Regions from separate parts of the Rattus norvegicus genome. Here region 2 is linked to region 1. The links are chromatin contacts, called in public Hi-C maps. All regions are on one chromosome and are shown on one strand. The core of a region is the stretch at or near the end of the contact, and the rest is flanking DNA. Distances in the headings are between cores, read along the strand shown.

What was found. A called contact is a pair of places that touch in the nucleus more often than the background predicts.
Region 2: a contact with region 1 is called in a Hi-C map of the A7r5 cell line, with 5 times the contacts expected there. The contact joins two enhancer-like sites. A contact is called at or near these places in 2 of 12 Hi-C or Micro-C datasets (the A7r5 cell line and mammary epithelial cells).

The regions. Positions count from the first base shown.
Region 1 is chr17:34,948,115-34,951,720 of GRCr8, reverse strand. All of the region lies in intron 4 of Cdkal1 (CDK5 regulatory subunit associated protein 1-like 1), which reads right to left. Among named protein-coding and RNA genes, the nearest start is that of Cdkal1, 23 kb to the right of the region's middle. Within about 2 kb of position 1,885, at least 5 of the 93 cell types and tissues checked have an H3K27ac peak or open chromatin away from gene starts, as enhancers often do. A contact at or near this core is called in the A7r5 cell line, where this site is marked.
Region 2 is chr17:35,292,664-35,296,142 of GRCr8, reverse strand. All of the region lies in intron 11 of Cdkal1 (CDK5 regulatory subunit associated protein 1-like 1), which reads right to left. Among named protein-coding and RNA genes, the nearest start is that of Cdkal1, 370 kb to the right of the region's middle. Within about 2 kb of position 1,967, at least 4 of the 93 cell types and tissues checked have an H3K27ac peak or open chromatin away from gene starts, as enhancers often do. A contact at or near this core is called in the A7r5 cell line, where this site is marked.

The DNA.
Region 1 (3,606 bases), core at 636-3,135:
GGACTAGATGAACGCTGTTACGAATGCAGCAGTGCAGACCCATGTGTATGATAAATAAAGTATAAGAAAGCACTCAGCATTTCTATGTAAACTGCATCTGAAGGATTATTATGGGACTCACACACTGGCTGAACTTGGAGTGTTCAGGTTTTAAACATTAATTTACTTTGACTATGTGCATGTCAAAATGAAAGATTGCTGTCTGGATTCAGACATGCCATATTAATATTGAACGCAGGCATTCACTTCAGGTCAGTAGTCACTCCGAGTCGGCTTCAGCAGGTGGTAAAAGGAATGCACTCATTAAAATGTATGTGGTACAAGGTTATCTCCCCAAAGCAGCTCTCAAATAGAGGTAGCCTTGAAACTCGAGCACTAGATATGCTAGAACCAGCCTCTAATCGTCACGAGTACAGAGAAAATTGAACTTACTCTTGCCACCTAATAACCAATAAGGTTAGCTGCCCTCATCAGTGTCTTCGGAGAAGTCAGAGAATTGAACTGTTCGACACCAACCTGGCATCTGCCCACAGCTAAACTCTCCTGAACTTAACCTGAACTAACCTGTACAAACCTGTACAAACCTGAACTAACCTGTACAAACCTGTACAAACCCGGGCTTCCTTCAGACGAGTACAAGTAAGAAATGTGTCCTCATTTTGGAGACCTTACCCTATTTCTCAATTAAATGATATTTTATTCCTTTGTATTAACTCCATTCAAATTAATTTTCCCATTTGTAACATAATAAATTTCAGTTCTCCAGAATAAAGGTAAAATGTTCAAAATAAGAGGCCTGACTTATACCAAAGATGATTTTCCCCAAAATAAACTTACTTCTGATATTCAGCACCCACAGCTGTATGAATAACTACCCAGATCTTGTGCTTTTCTTTAAGTTGCTTTTCAATGTCAAGAATAAATCCTTTTCCTGTTTTATATACACTGCACCTAAACTTATAACAGCCAAGTCTTCCACCTTCTCACTTAAAAAGCACCTAATTAATTTGCCATTACTAGATAATCCACCTCATTTTAATAACATTAAAGCAAATATCAGCTATTGTATCTATAGACCATTTATGTTCACAAAAAAAAAAGGTCAGTCATTTTGTACATAAGACAAGAGCCCATGAATTTGTCATGAATCACTTCACATTGCTTCATTTGCTCCTTATCTACCCACTGACCAAACCAGCAAGCAGGGAGAAGGGCAGGTGGACGGACAGAGGGGAGATGGAAGTCTTCTTGCAAGGGTAAGACCAGATTTGTCTCCTTGGTTGAATACACAGCACAGGCCTGCGATCCATGCATACCTAGTGAATAAATGAATCTATAAAGAGTCTGAGGCGCACTGGACTTCATGTGTTCATCTTATTTATGAATAACCTGTGGTTCAGGAACATTGGACAGTGTCACTAAGGCCACAGGGCCAGTTGGTCATTCCTGTACAATCTAACACTATGCCTTTGCTTTTTCTCCCCTCCCCCCTACATACAGATTTAAGTTCAATATATCACTCTTTCTAGAAACTTGAACCACACAAAAACAGCTATGGGTGAAAAATGTATTATTTGGAGGTTAATTTTACAATCAGAAAAGAAATTTTTTCTACACTCAAAACCATCAGTAAGATATCCCCAAACCAAACAATCTGGTGACTGGCAGTCAGCACTCATTAGTGTGACACACTGGGATTTATCAGGTGGTCCATGACTACGCCAACAGTAAAACTAACTCACTGGAAATGCTCCTGACCAGAGTAAAAGCATTTGTTTGGCAGGTACAGAAGAAATGGTAAGTCAGAAAGAAACACCCAACACTGGCCAGATGCGCCAAGGAGTCACCAGTAAGTAAAAAGAGGAAAAGAGCCAACGGAGGAAAGTAGCAAAGAGCATGTGCCTTTTTACTGACTCATGGTCACCAGAGCCTATGAATCACATCTGAAAGGTACGGACAAAGCCATTTCACTGGTTTGCTGGAAGAAAGGGCCTCGAAAACTTAATAACTAAATACAGACTACAAAGATGCTAAACCCTGTCTGTTCAGGTGGTAGCATGTCATCCCTTGCTTTGTACCTAACAAGGGACAAGAGCAGCACAAGAAAGAGAAAACACATACAGAGCAAGCTCTGTTTGCTTCCCATAAAATGGCATGAATATTGACATAAACCATTAAATCCTAATCAAGTACATATTGTAGGCAAAATACAGTGGGTGCTAGGAACACAAAAGGAGAAGACTGTTCTTTACTCGGGTGCGTCCCAGTAAGAGCAAAGCACAAACAGGTGGGAAAGAGAGGCTGGAGGCCACGGCACTGTAAAAGAAGGACCTGAGTGGGGTCTGCGTGGGACAGGGCAGGGAAGGGAAGAGTAAGAAAAGTTCAAACAGAGCTTCACACCTGACAGTTCTAATCAAGGGCTTCACCTCAGACAAAGTTACATGGTGTACCCGGCCTCTCACTTCTGCCATAGTCAACATGATTCATTTGTGAGAATTAAAAACCTGAGAAAAGATGAGGATGTTCACTGACTACCAGCCATTTTTGGAACAAGACTCCATATCCTCTGACACCTAATCCCACATATTTCTCTGATAAAAATCACTGCTGTCTGACTCGCTGACTACCCAAAGAAGCCATCAGAGTTTACCTCGCTTCCTAATTAACACTCACCACAGACAAAGATACACAGGAGGGAAACATAGACAACTAAAAGACATCTAAATTGATCAAAAGCCATTAAATACATGCTTGATTCAAATTTCATTAGCATGGTCAGTGCATGTAAGGTACTGGAGTCTAAGACATCATAGATGGGAAGTTTCTTCATTAGAGCCTAAAGGCTAATGTCTGCCAGCCATTTACTGGTCATTGTAACAGCCCTAGAACCATTCCTGACATGAAGAGTCATGGGCCTAGAGAAGCCAGAATCATTTCTATGACAACATTCTCCAGGTTTTATCGGTGTTTGGATTTATCAGTATCCTTAAGAACAAAAGTTGATCCAAAGGCTGGAGAAGAAACAGTTTTAGGGCAGAACTCAACAGAACAGTAGATACTGTTCCTACCATATAAAAGGCTAAATATAAGGAAGAAATATCCTAAGTATATTTTCTATAATAAAGATAAAAATATTCTGTTGACAAAAATGTAAGAAAATGTATTTAAGATCTATAAATTTCCCCTACGGAATTTTCACTGTAACAGACTTAGCTATTTAAACTTTGGTCAGCTTGACTCTTTCTCTACATAGAGTTCTCAATTTCTCCACCATACACTGTGCAGTATTTAAATACATGACTCACGGTTAAGGACTAGAGACATAGGTATAACCAAGGAGCGCTAGCTTCTGTAAAACTGCCTGTGATACCTACTTTTCTGTTTTGGATACTTCCTCTCAGACATTAAAAAAAAAAAAAAATCAAAAGATGGTCATGAGCCTTTGCTTAATAAAGCCAATGACCCGACTCCCTTTCTTAATTAAAAGCTGACGGTAGTAAGAATACTTACTATTCGCAATGAATGTTCAGACATAACAGTCTTATTAAAATTATGTCTATCTTATAATTTCTTCCATTACTAATGCATGCTTAAAGAAATTGATTC
Region 2 (3,479 bases), core at 718-3,217, 340 kb before region 1:
CTTACTTTGTTTGGAAAAAAAGAAAAAAGGAAAAAGAAAAAAGAGCATTCTCCGAGGATGTCTTCCTAGCCTTTGTTTGCTGGCCAAAACATAAATGAAAACAGTAAAAAATGATTTTTTTCCTAAAAAGGGAATAAAGTTACTGAAAATAAATTTCATCATAAAACAAAAGATCAGGTGAATTAAAAAAAATCAAAAGAAGGTAAATGATAGAAAACGCTGCTATTTTCACATAACTCTGAAGCTGGGGAAAGTAACCCAGGTATCTTACTCTCCCCACTCTGAAGACCAAGCCTTTCAAGAAGGAAACTCCACAGAATTCCTCCTCCTCCTCCTCCTCCTCCTCCTCCTCCTCCTCCTCCTCCTCCTCCTCCTCTTCCTCCTCCTCTTCCTCTTCTTCCTCCTCCTCTTCCTCCTCTCTCTCTCTCTCTCTCTCTCTCTCTCTCTCTCTCTCTCTGCCCCTTCCTCCACCTCCTCTTCCCCTGCTCTCTAATTTGGATAGTGATCAATACTTCAAGCAAAAGAACTCATGACATTAGTTAGATGATGGTTATAAGAACGAGCAGGACAGCAGCATCCCTCAGCACCTGATGTTAATGTACATGGAGGATAATCCCTAACCAGCTGTTATACAATGAAATGGATCCCCATCCCCTGACATTAGAGCTGTGCCTTGCCCTCACCAGGAATATATGTGGTAAATAAAGCCCTGAAGGGCAAACCTTAATTCAACAGGGCTGTTGACCTCAGGGTGAGGTAGGTCAGCAAGCTCTCCCTCTCAGTCTCATACACATAGAAGATGTGGAGAGAAGGCAGCCATCTGCAAGTCAGGGCAAGAGTCCTCACCAGACAGAATCTACCGACACCTTGTTCTTCTACTTTCAGCTATTAGAACTTTAAGAAAACACATTTTTGTGGTTTAAGCCACTCAATGTGTGGTACTTTGTTATGACAACGCAAGCCGACTAATAAATGCCCGTTGAATGCTGGGAAGATCAAAAGAGATAATGCCTACTCAGTTCTGAGACCTGACACGGCACAGAATGGACCCTGAAATGGACGGATGACTCTGACCAAGGTTGAAGAGGGGGAGTAACAGGGAGGTTGCTTCAGCAGTCAAGAAAGGAAACTTAATGTACAGATCCCCAGGCTCGCTCGCCAGGGTGACTGAACCCTGTCCACTGACCCTACTGCCTCACATCTTCCTTCAGCTTCCTAGCTCCTGCTCTGGCCTGTTGCATTCCTGAATCTAGCCTTATTTCTCCCTCCATTTCGGCTGAGTGCCCGTGTGTATGTAGCAGGTTCTAAATCAGGCTGGTAGGCCAAAGCCCTCACCAGCTCCGCCCAGGTCCTCCCTCACATGATCCTACTTTTAGGAACAAGGACACGAGAGGCTCCAGGCCAGCCGTTATCACTCCTCTCCCCTTGTGTGCATGAGGATCTGCTTGACTGTGCCCCAAGCCACACTTGGCATAGGAAGGATGGTGAAAGGCTAATGTATAGTGAGCTGTGGGAGGAGGGTGGACACAGCAGCCCTTTCTGGGAAGTCTGGTCTTGTTGCTGAGGATTCGCTTTGGTGCTTACAGAATGAAGATAAACTGCAGGGAAAAGATTCGATGTGGCTAATAGGAACATGGAGGAATAGAGTGAAAAGGAAGGGGACTTAGCAACCACGAAGACAGCTCTAGCGGGACTAAAGTGTTCAACTTCTTCAGCAAGTTTCGGCCATAGAGGAAATGCAGGTGGCATAGGGGCCTTGGATGGACAAGAAACACACCTGTTGTAGGAGGTACCACAGAGTGAGGGGTCAGGAAAAGGATGAACAGGAGAGAGCTGACGCATGCCAAGAAGGTTCTGAGCGCCACTGGTATTAGTAGCTATCGTAAACGGACAACATAATTCACAAGGTCGTGTCCAATAACAGATAAAGGCAACCAAACAACCCGGGGTGTCTGGAAAGGAAACAATTCTCTCTGATAATATCTTCCTTAAGACTGCGTATGTGTCTGGTTTATACACCGGCTGTCTCCGTTTTTCTCCACAATGAATTCCTGGAAAATGCATCATGAAAGTCTGCCTTTTCTCACAGGAATAATAAAAACATGGACTGCTGCTCTCCTGTCTGTGACTCAGCATGGAATAAACTGTGATAAGAGCACAACTATACCATAAAAGCAAAGATATAACGATAATTCATACAATCCCGCGAAACAGAAATAACAGTGTCCAAGTCATTAAGGGTAGCTAGCGTTTTAGTATGAAGGGGACCTCTAAGTTTGTTTCAAGTCCTGTCACTCAAAAGGTGAGGTTCACATTGAAACTAGAAAAATTAGTTTATTTCAGATCAAATCTAACAGGCTTGTTCCTTACCTTCAACTGGAAATCTGTCACAGCCTACTTCAAAGGAATTAACCCCACACAGGCTAAAATTGTGTATTTTAACTATATGTACAATGAACCCACAAAACAGTAAAATACAAATGTATCCAATCATTGTTTCATATTATCCGACATTTATGTATTAGCTATAATGACGGCATACATACATTTCTATTTAATTGTAAAGTGTAACCTGTGGCTATGGCTTCCACCTCAAAAGCAAGAAAGGAAAAAAGAACTCATGCAGAACCCTTACAAGCTGCTAGCAAACTGGAAAGAATCCAAGTGTTTCCTCATGAGGAATGACTAAGCAAAGGAGTGAACCGATACAATGTTATATAAGTTCCAAACAGTGATCAGTGTATGAAGAAGTCCCACTGAGCCGTAAGACAGCATTCTAATAAGGAGAGGTCACTTTTGGTGACACAGATGCCCTTGAGTCATCATGTTCTCATAATTAACACCTGCCCCACAATCATAACCAAGCAACTACCTACCTAACTAAATATAACCTAACTAAATTGTGAAGATATAATTCGATATCTCACAATTTTCTGGAAACCGCCTCAATTACTAAATGAGGCTGTCAGAGCTGCACAGTCTCATGCCACCTCTCATGCTGTTTTAGAGTCCATCCAGACAAGAAAATTGCTTCAAATGTTTAGATGCTTTATTGACATGTTTCCAAAGTCATTCTATATCACATAACTGTGAAATATAAACTAGCGATACATATATAGTAAAATCTATAAGAAAACCTATTTCTCTGGCTAAAACATAACTGCCAAACTCCGTATTTAATTACCTTTACCACCTTCACCTAGCAATTAGTAAGAAAGAGAACATCACATGTTAATATCCCAAACCTTTCTTCCAGCACTAGGGCTTCCTCTTGTGAGGCCACTGTACATCTCACCATGTGGTAACTCACACACCACCCAAGAATGGCAACTGTGAAAAATGAGGAGACCAGAATGGATGTGCCCCTAGTTATGCCACACAGAAGTTAAGTAGGTGTGGTCAACAGTACACTAAACACCAATCGCTGCCCTGATTATCGTTTCTTCTCGCCACCGTAGCATAAATGAAAACCTAACTGC